2 separate regions of the Canis lupus genome follow, and region 1 is linked to region 2. The links are chromatin contacts, called in public Hi-C maps. All regions are on one chromosome and are shown on one strand. Each heading gives the region's core, a stretch centred on a gene start, on an enhancer-like site or on the middle of the called end of the contact. The rest is flanking DNA. Distances are from core to core; before and after follow the strand shown.

The links. Hi-C and Micro-C count contacts between places; a contact is called where the count stands out from the background.
Region 1: a contact with region 2 is called in a Hi-C map of blood, with 2.4 times the contacts expected there. The contact joins the promoter of EFHB here to the promoter of SGO1 in region 2. A contact is called at or near these places in 3 of 9 Hi-C or Micro-C datasets (amygdala and blood).

The regions. Positions count from the first base shown.
Region 1 is chr23:23,845,653-23,849,622 of UU_Cfam_GSD_1.0, reverse strand. It overlaps EFHB (EF-hand domain-containing family member B), which reads right to left and starts at 1,679. Exons shown (of 12, transcript XM_038570733.1): 1 at 525-1,679. The coding sequence starts at 1,457.
Region 2 is chr23:23,651,972-23,655,626 of UU_Cfam_GSD_1.0, reverse strand. SGO1 (shugoshin 1) reads right to left here and starts at 1,905. Exons shown (of 8, transcript XM_038570730.1): 1 at 1,711-1,905.

The DNA of each region.
Region 1 (3,970 bases), core at 430-2,929, 190 kb before region 2:
TCTAACATTGGAATGAGTGCCTCAACCTAGAGTATATGGATAATATATATATTTTTTTGTTTTATATTGTATCTAGCAAAACGGGCAACAGCACCACCACCACAAGTCTTTGCTGAAAGGAGTAACTCACAGAATAAATAATGAATGGGGAATTTTTTTTCCTTTTTTTCTTCATTATATGACAATTAGGATGCAATATGTATCTTGGTGAGAGGGTTGAGAAAATGCAGATTAAGAAATAAAATGAAGGTCAAAGGAGAAAGGCAGGAGAAATCAAGAGGAACCACTGGTGTGCATAGAACACAAAGCTGAAATCTAGGAAGGGAGGCAAAGAATGAGATGAAATCAGACAAAGTGAAAGCTGGAAAGAATCCAATGGGACAAGGAATATCAGAAGCTCAGGGAAACTTTTGACTCCATGAATCCAAACTCATCAGTTTATCATTTTGATTAAGACATGGATATACATAGATCCTGGGAAAGTACTAGGAAAAAAAAAAAAAAAAAAAAAAAAAACCACTTACACTTGGCCAGCAAGGCATCCGATCAAAAAATTTCCCAGAGTATACCGGTCTGATGCGATCTGGAGGCTCCACTCCTGGTTCAGTGTTTTCAGCCTCCTTTCTCTCCTCAGGTTGTTGGGCAAACTGGCTCTCAGTAGGTTCTATCACCAAACCTATTTGGGGCCCTGTTTCATCTGGCTCTTCTAGTTTGGGTAGACCAGTGTCCACCTCCACATCCACAGGAGGCTTCATCTCTGCACTGGGCTTCACCACCACACAAGTCTCTTTTTCCAGTTCCTGTCTAGGTTCCATATCCAAAGTAGGCTGCATCTCCAGTGAAGCCCTTAACCCTTCAGAGGAACCAGCCACAGAACCTTTCCTGCTCCTTAGAGTCTGTGGATTTTCACATACCATGCCCAAGTGAGGCTGTATTATCCTTCCAGAACATCCTGCCATAAGATACTCATTCTCTACACCCTTTCTTCCTGGCAACATACCTGGAGAAGATTTTGTTTCCTGGGAGGCTGAGACCCCATAGACTCCTAAATTACTCCTCTCCGGGAGGGTTCCAGAAAGATTCTGTCTTTTTAATTTCATTTCAAGCTCCATCCCCAATGGAAATTTTGTTTCTGGTGATGTTATCCTTTCTTCAAATTTGTTACCAACCAGGAGGCTCTCCCTGCATGAGGAATCTTCTTTTCCTAATCCCACTCTGAACCCTAACTCCCTTATGGGAGATCTTGCTCCCATAAGGACCCCCGTCTCTCCTAAGTCATCCTTTCCTTCGTGGGTGAGCCCAACCTCCATGCTCCGAGGAGATTTCCTCTCTGACACCCTCATTCCTTTAACGTCACTCATCTCTAAAGGAAAAGCTGTAACTGGCTCAAGGGAAGTTCCTAATATCTTGTGGTGCTTCAACCCTTTAGGGGACCCCAGTCTCACAAAAGAACACATCTCCACTCGGACTCCCTGCCCACAGCTTCCTGCCTACTAATTTACACCTAGCGGAGTTCACCGAGGAAAGCCGATGAAAGTCTGTTTACCCGGTTACCTAGGAAACGGGGGCGTGGCTTGGCGCGCAATTGTTTCTCCAGGCAGGTCCCCGCCCATTTCTCCCACTGGGGCTCGCTCCGTTTCTTTCCCTCTCCCTCTCCTTTCTCTCCCGCTCCTACTTTCTCTCCTTCCTTCCCTCTCTTGTGTTTTCTGCCAGCTTCCTTACTAGATCTGGAGGGCAAGAAACTTAAAGGACGTGGTCTTGGGCACTATGCTCACCATCTTCTCTTTGGTTTAGCAAGCAACTCAATTCCCCTGGGATGAATTTAGCCATGGGCTTCCTCGGGGCCGTTGGCCTATTAATTGTACTGGCGATCAGGGAATAAGTAGTCATTTTTCTGGTGGTGACCATCAATTTTAGGTCCTTCTTTGTGCAAGTACATGCATACTGCATGTAGTTCTTTTAGCCTAAAGAACTACTTTAAATTCCGTGATTATATTTGGTACCTGTGGAACAGAAACAAAGTCTTTGAGAATATTTACATTTTAATAACTAGCCTTTAAAAAGTATTTAAATATATTAAAATTTGAATGTGTTACACAACACATACTGACTTTTTAAAATATTGTGGCAAACTCATTTTAAGCATAGGATTTTCTTTAAATTGGGGTTACACCTTTGTTAGGTTTTAAGTTTATTTATTTAAGTATTCTCTTCACCCAGTGTAGGGCTTGAACTCACGACCCTGAAGTCAAGAGTTGCACGCTCTTCAGTCTGAGCCGGCCAAGCACCCTCTTTTTATAAGGTTTTAATGAAAGTGTATTTGGAGAGTACTTGCCATGTTCCACACATATAGGGGATACAAAACACTTAGCTTAGAATCTGAATAGAATTTACAGGATTCTAGTCTTTTAGAAACTCTATGAAAAACTTTAAAAAAAATGTTTAGGACATATTATTCACATTTGAAAAAAATTGTATATTGTCACTCTCAGATACTTAATATAAATATTCTTCTCCCCCTAAGCATTTTAAGTGACTGGATAGCATGTAAATGAAGGTATGTCTGTATGTATAAGCATTCAATTCTTTCATTTTACAAATAACTATTGAGTACCTACTTTGTGTCAGTGCTAGGAATATAATGAAATATAAGGTAATCCCTATTTCTTGGAACTTATACTCTAGTGGGGATAACCATCCACTAAACCAATAAATAAGATCGTTTCACAGTGACAAGTGTAATGGAGAAAGCAATACTTTGATATGAAGGGGCACTACTTTAGAATTGGTAGGCTTAGAAGTCCCTTAAGTAGGTAACTTTGGACTGAGGCTTGTATTAAGCTCTGCAAAGACACAAACTTTTTAAACATGACTAGCTCAAGGTCCTGTTGTCTTCTCATTGCCTTGCCACCATGCCTACAAATCCTTACATTAGAATTACCTTAGGTTTGTCTCAGATAGTCCCAGTTAAAAGAACACGTTACCAGTCATTACCATCTTTGATTCACTCTTCAACTATTTCCTGGAAGAGAAGGTAGAAGATATAGGGTAAGAGTCCTGGGGATGATAGACGCAAGGTGCTAGGGATTTCTGAGTGGTATTTAGAGATTTGAGAACAAGGGAAGCACTAAGGGCTTTGTACAAGTCTGTAACTTTATGTAAGGCCTGTCCACTTTGTAGTTGCCTTAACAAATTCTGTCAATAGGATTCTGCATTTGACACTAAAATACATGCAATTATCAGTCCTCCTTAGTTACCTAGAGTTAGGGAAAAAAGCACAGCCATATTATGAGTGTCAGCACCAAGAGCAAAGCTTTACTGTGGCATATCAGTCTCTCCCAAATCGCCAGTGAAGCTTAGAGGTGCTAGCCACTAGAGCAGCATTCTTCAAGGCAACCATTATAACTAAACTATAAAATACTGTGGAATGTATTCATGAAGGAGGTGAATTAAAAGACTCAATTGGTAGAAAAAATAAATGAGGAAGCAATATCCTAGAACAATGAAATGGGGAATTCCTAATAATTTATAAATTTCACCATCCATGTGTTATTTGTAAAGTCTTAAGTCAAAAGTTTGTCATTCTAAATGTAATTAAGTTCACAAATTTTTTTAAGTGCCTATTATAGCAAAGATCCTTTACAAGGAATTGAAATGATGAATAAATTATTGTCTTGGTCCCTAAGAACTTTAAAATCCTTACAAGATTTTATTTATTTTATTATTTTATTTATGGGGCGGGGGGAGCAGAGAAAGAAGGAGAGAGAGAATCTTAAGCAGGCTCCATGCCCAGTGTGTCAGGAGTCCAATGCAGGGCCTGATTTCATGATCCTGAGGTCATGACCCGAACCAAAATCAAGAATTGGATACTTAACTGACTGAGGCACCCAGGTATCCTCCTCCCCCAAGAGATTTTAGATTTCCTAATGGGAATGAAAGCCTGAGAAAAAAAGTCTAGGCACTATAAAAT
Region 2 (3,655 bases), core at 656-3,155:
AGAGCTAGAAAGAATAGGAACTGAGGCAGGGGAACATGCTAGTTTTCTCAAAGTTTATTTTTAAAACTCAGGTCTGTTAGCTCCTAGTAAGTCATGAATATAGCAAACAATCCATTAAATAATGGTTGTTCTACATACTGTTAAAAGTGGCAAAACAAGTGCTGATAGTGTCATATGCTAATACATGAATATACTTAAATTTTTCAATGCTGCAAGTCAGATTTGGTTCAATATTCTGCTACTAAGCCTATCAAACTACTTTTCATGAGCATCTTTTAACCTAGATTGCACTCTGCAGATCTTAAAATTACAAAAGGAAACCGGCAATACAGTTTATAAGAATAAAATTCTTATTCTTACAGTTTATAAGAATAAAATTCTTATTTCCTACAACCATATACACAATTTTCACTACAAAAGATACCTCCATCTCCTCTAAGTTAGTCAAATATTTTACTGTACCTTATCTTTTCTCAGATATCTTCTCCAGACCTTACTTATTTTCCTCTATACAGTGTCTGGAGGTATTAACTATAGATATGTAGATCTCATTTATTATTTTCTGACAGTGGAGGCACAACACATACTGAGATGTTTCTGGTAAAGCAAGCACAACTATTTTTTTTAAAGCACTAACGTTAAGTTGTACAAAACAATGTATCACAATGGAATTTTTCTTTCTTTCTTTCTTTCTTTCTTTCTTTCTTTCTTTCTTTCTTTCTTTCTTCTTTCTTTCTCTCTTTCTCTTTTCTTTCTTCTTCTTTTTTTTTTTTTTTTTTTTTAATTCATTAGAGACAGAGAGAGAGGCAGAGACATAGGCTGAGGGAGAAGCAGGCTCCCGGGTGGCCTGATGCGGGACTCGATCCCAGGGTCACGACTTGGGCCAAAGGCAGATGCTCAACCACTGAGCCACCCAGGCGTCCCCACAATGGAGTTTTTGAAGTTCTAATCGGAGATGTTTGATAGCCATACAGATTAAGTGACCGATCAAGTTAGTTTAGCAAAGCCTTACCTAAATATCTTTCGTGATTCCCTTCAAGCAACTTAAAATCACAGAAGAGATTTGGTGTACCCAAAGTTCCCTGTCTAGCCCATTAACATGGGGTACGGTGGAGACAACGCATGAAACAGGTCACAGCGCAGGACGAGTCCGTCTGTATTCGGGTGAGGGGTCTAGATTCAGAAGAAGCTAGAATATTTGATCTCCGCCATCATTCTTTCAGCATTCCTGCTGCGGAACGCGGCAGCCAGGTAGGGCAGCGATCAAGGGTGACCGAAACAGCAAAACAAGGACACCGACGGAATCGCGCCGCACAAAGAGCTGCCAGTTTGTGTGCCCTTACGTTAAGCGCGGCTTTTGGAGGTGCCATGGATGCCTCTACACATCACCGAATCCACAAAATCCTGCAAGGCGGAAAGTTAGCGTACCCGTGTATTTAACCAGAGTAAACGGGGGCGTGGGAAGGCTCAGGCCGGGTGGGTGAGCAGAGAAAGGCACCGGGTCAACCCGACTCCACGGCCCCCACACCGAACTCAGAACGACAGAGAGATCCCTGGAGGAAGAGGCACGGGGGCCACAACACCCCCGTTCCACACCTGGAAGACCCGCGGCCTCCTCTTTCTCGGAGAGGCTCCCGCGAAGCGGACGTGGGGGTGTCGCCCGGAGAAGGCCCGGAAATCCTCCTCCCGCAGGTACGTCCCAAACAGTACCTTGGTCACCACCTGTGCCGCAGCTGTCGCCCTCCTTGCATCCCAGAGTTCCGCGAGGCCGTCCTGCCGGGGTATCCCGAGCTTCGGACCCTCCAGCCCTAGGCTCCGCCAGCGGGTCGCCCGCCAGCTAACGCGAGCACATTCGAAATTCTCCGCCGCGCTCCCCCATTGGGCGGCGGACGGGCGGTCACGTGAGGCGCCGGCGCCGCCAGGGACGCGGCAGAGCCCCGCCCCGCCCCGCCCCGCCCCGCCGGGCTGCCCACGTGACCCGACCCGAGCCTCCACATCCGGCGTCTGCAGCTCCCCGGCCTCTGGAGGGCGGAGTCTCCAGTCAGCGCGTCGGCCTGGGGGCGCTTTTCTGCGCGCAGTCGTTGGCTTTTAGGGGCGGAGCCGCCGGGAGATCGTGAAGGGTGGGTATTTCGGAGCGTTCGACGAGCTTCCTGTTCACTTTAGTTTTGCGGTTTCCCCGTCTTGGAGATCGTGCTCGCGGGCTCCCTCTTGTGAGGAGAATCTCCAGAGTGGTTTGCCCGCCGAAGCGGTCGGCCTGCTGAAGAGAGGCATCTGGGAGGGATATGAAAGCCAAAGTAGGAAGCGAATTTCGGATTAACGGGACGTTATTAGGGAAGTTCCAGATACCTGAAATATTCAGCGCCGGGTTCTTCGTCTGGCTGCCTGTGGCTCTTCAGCGCGAGCATCCACATGGCTACTGACCGCCTCAGCAGCCTGGGAAATTTTCCTTATTGATTTTTAAACTCTCCCCCAGCCTTTCCATGCCCCGTCGATCACCCGTCCGGTCAGTTCTGCCTTTTAACTTTTTTTTTTTTTTTTTCACGTGCAAACCCCACAATTTTCCATACCCCAATCCGGCCGGATTCCTCCTCCCTTTCTGTGAACTGTAGCGGTACCTACTCTGACCGCAGCCTCCACTCCCTTTTGTTCCTCACAGAGTGATATTTTGATAAAGCAAATATGATGGAGTGCGAAACTCTTAAGTGGCTCTTCACTGCGTTTAAGATCGAGTTCAAACTCCCAAAGATCTTTGGGCTTTAGAGAGCCCTATGGTTTCTACTTTCACTTCTGAATTTCATTGCCTTGTAACTCGTCTTGCTACTTTTTGCCCATGCTGGGTTTTTTGTTTGTTTGTTTGTCAAGAGCAGTCTTTCCTTTACCGGGGTTGCCTTCGTCGTATTCATGCTGCAGGTCTTATTGTAGAGGTGAAATTTTTCCAGAAAGCCTTATCTGCCCCTAAAGCCTCCTTAATCAGCCTGCTTTGTTCATCCTTGGTGCCGTGCACGCACTTTTCCTACTTTTCCTTTCGTACCCCTTGTGGCCTTGACTTATCATTCATTGTCTGTTTATTCAATTTGCATAAAGGTAGAAACTATATGTGCCTGTATGTAGTTAAATATTCAGCATCTACTTAGCAATTTGCCATTAGTAAGTATTCACCGAGACAATAAAAGAATGAGTAAATGAAATGTAAGCAGTTGTTCTGAATTTAGGCATTCAATTCATCATGAAATTTGTTTTTTAGATAACATTTACATCCTTATTCTTTATTTAAAGGATTTTATTTATTTATTTATTTATTCATTCATTCATTCATTCATTCATTCACAAGAGAGACAGAGGCAGAAACATAGGCAGAGGGAGAAGCAGGCTCCATGCAGGGAGCCCAATGTGGGACTCGATGCCAGGACCCCGAGATCACACCCTGGGCCAAAGGCAGATGCTAAGTAGCTGAGCCACCCAGGTGCCCCCACATCCTCAGTCTTGTCTAGACCTCACCCTCATGCCTTCTTGGCTTGATGGAAGAGATCAGAACATCTGTCTTTAGCCAACAACTTGTTCTCCAAGTGTTATGAGCGGGATCACTTCCATTATTCCTGGGGTGTGGCTTATATGTGCAGAAGCATCAAGAAAGGCTTAGTGGTAGGTACAGTAC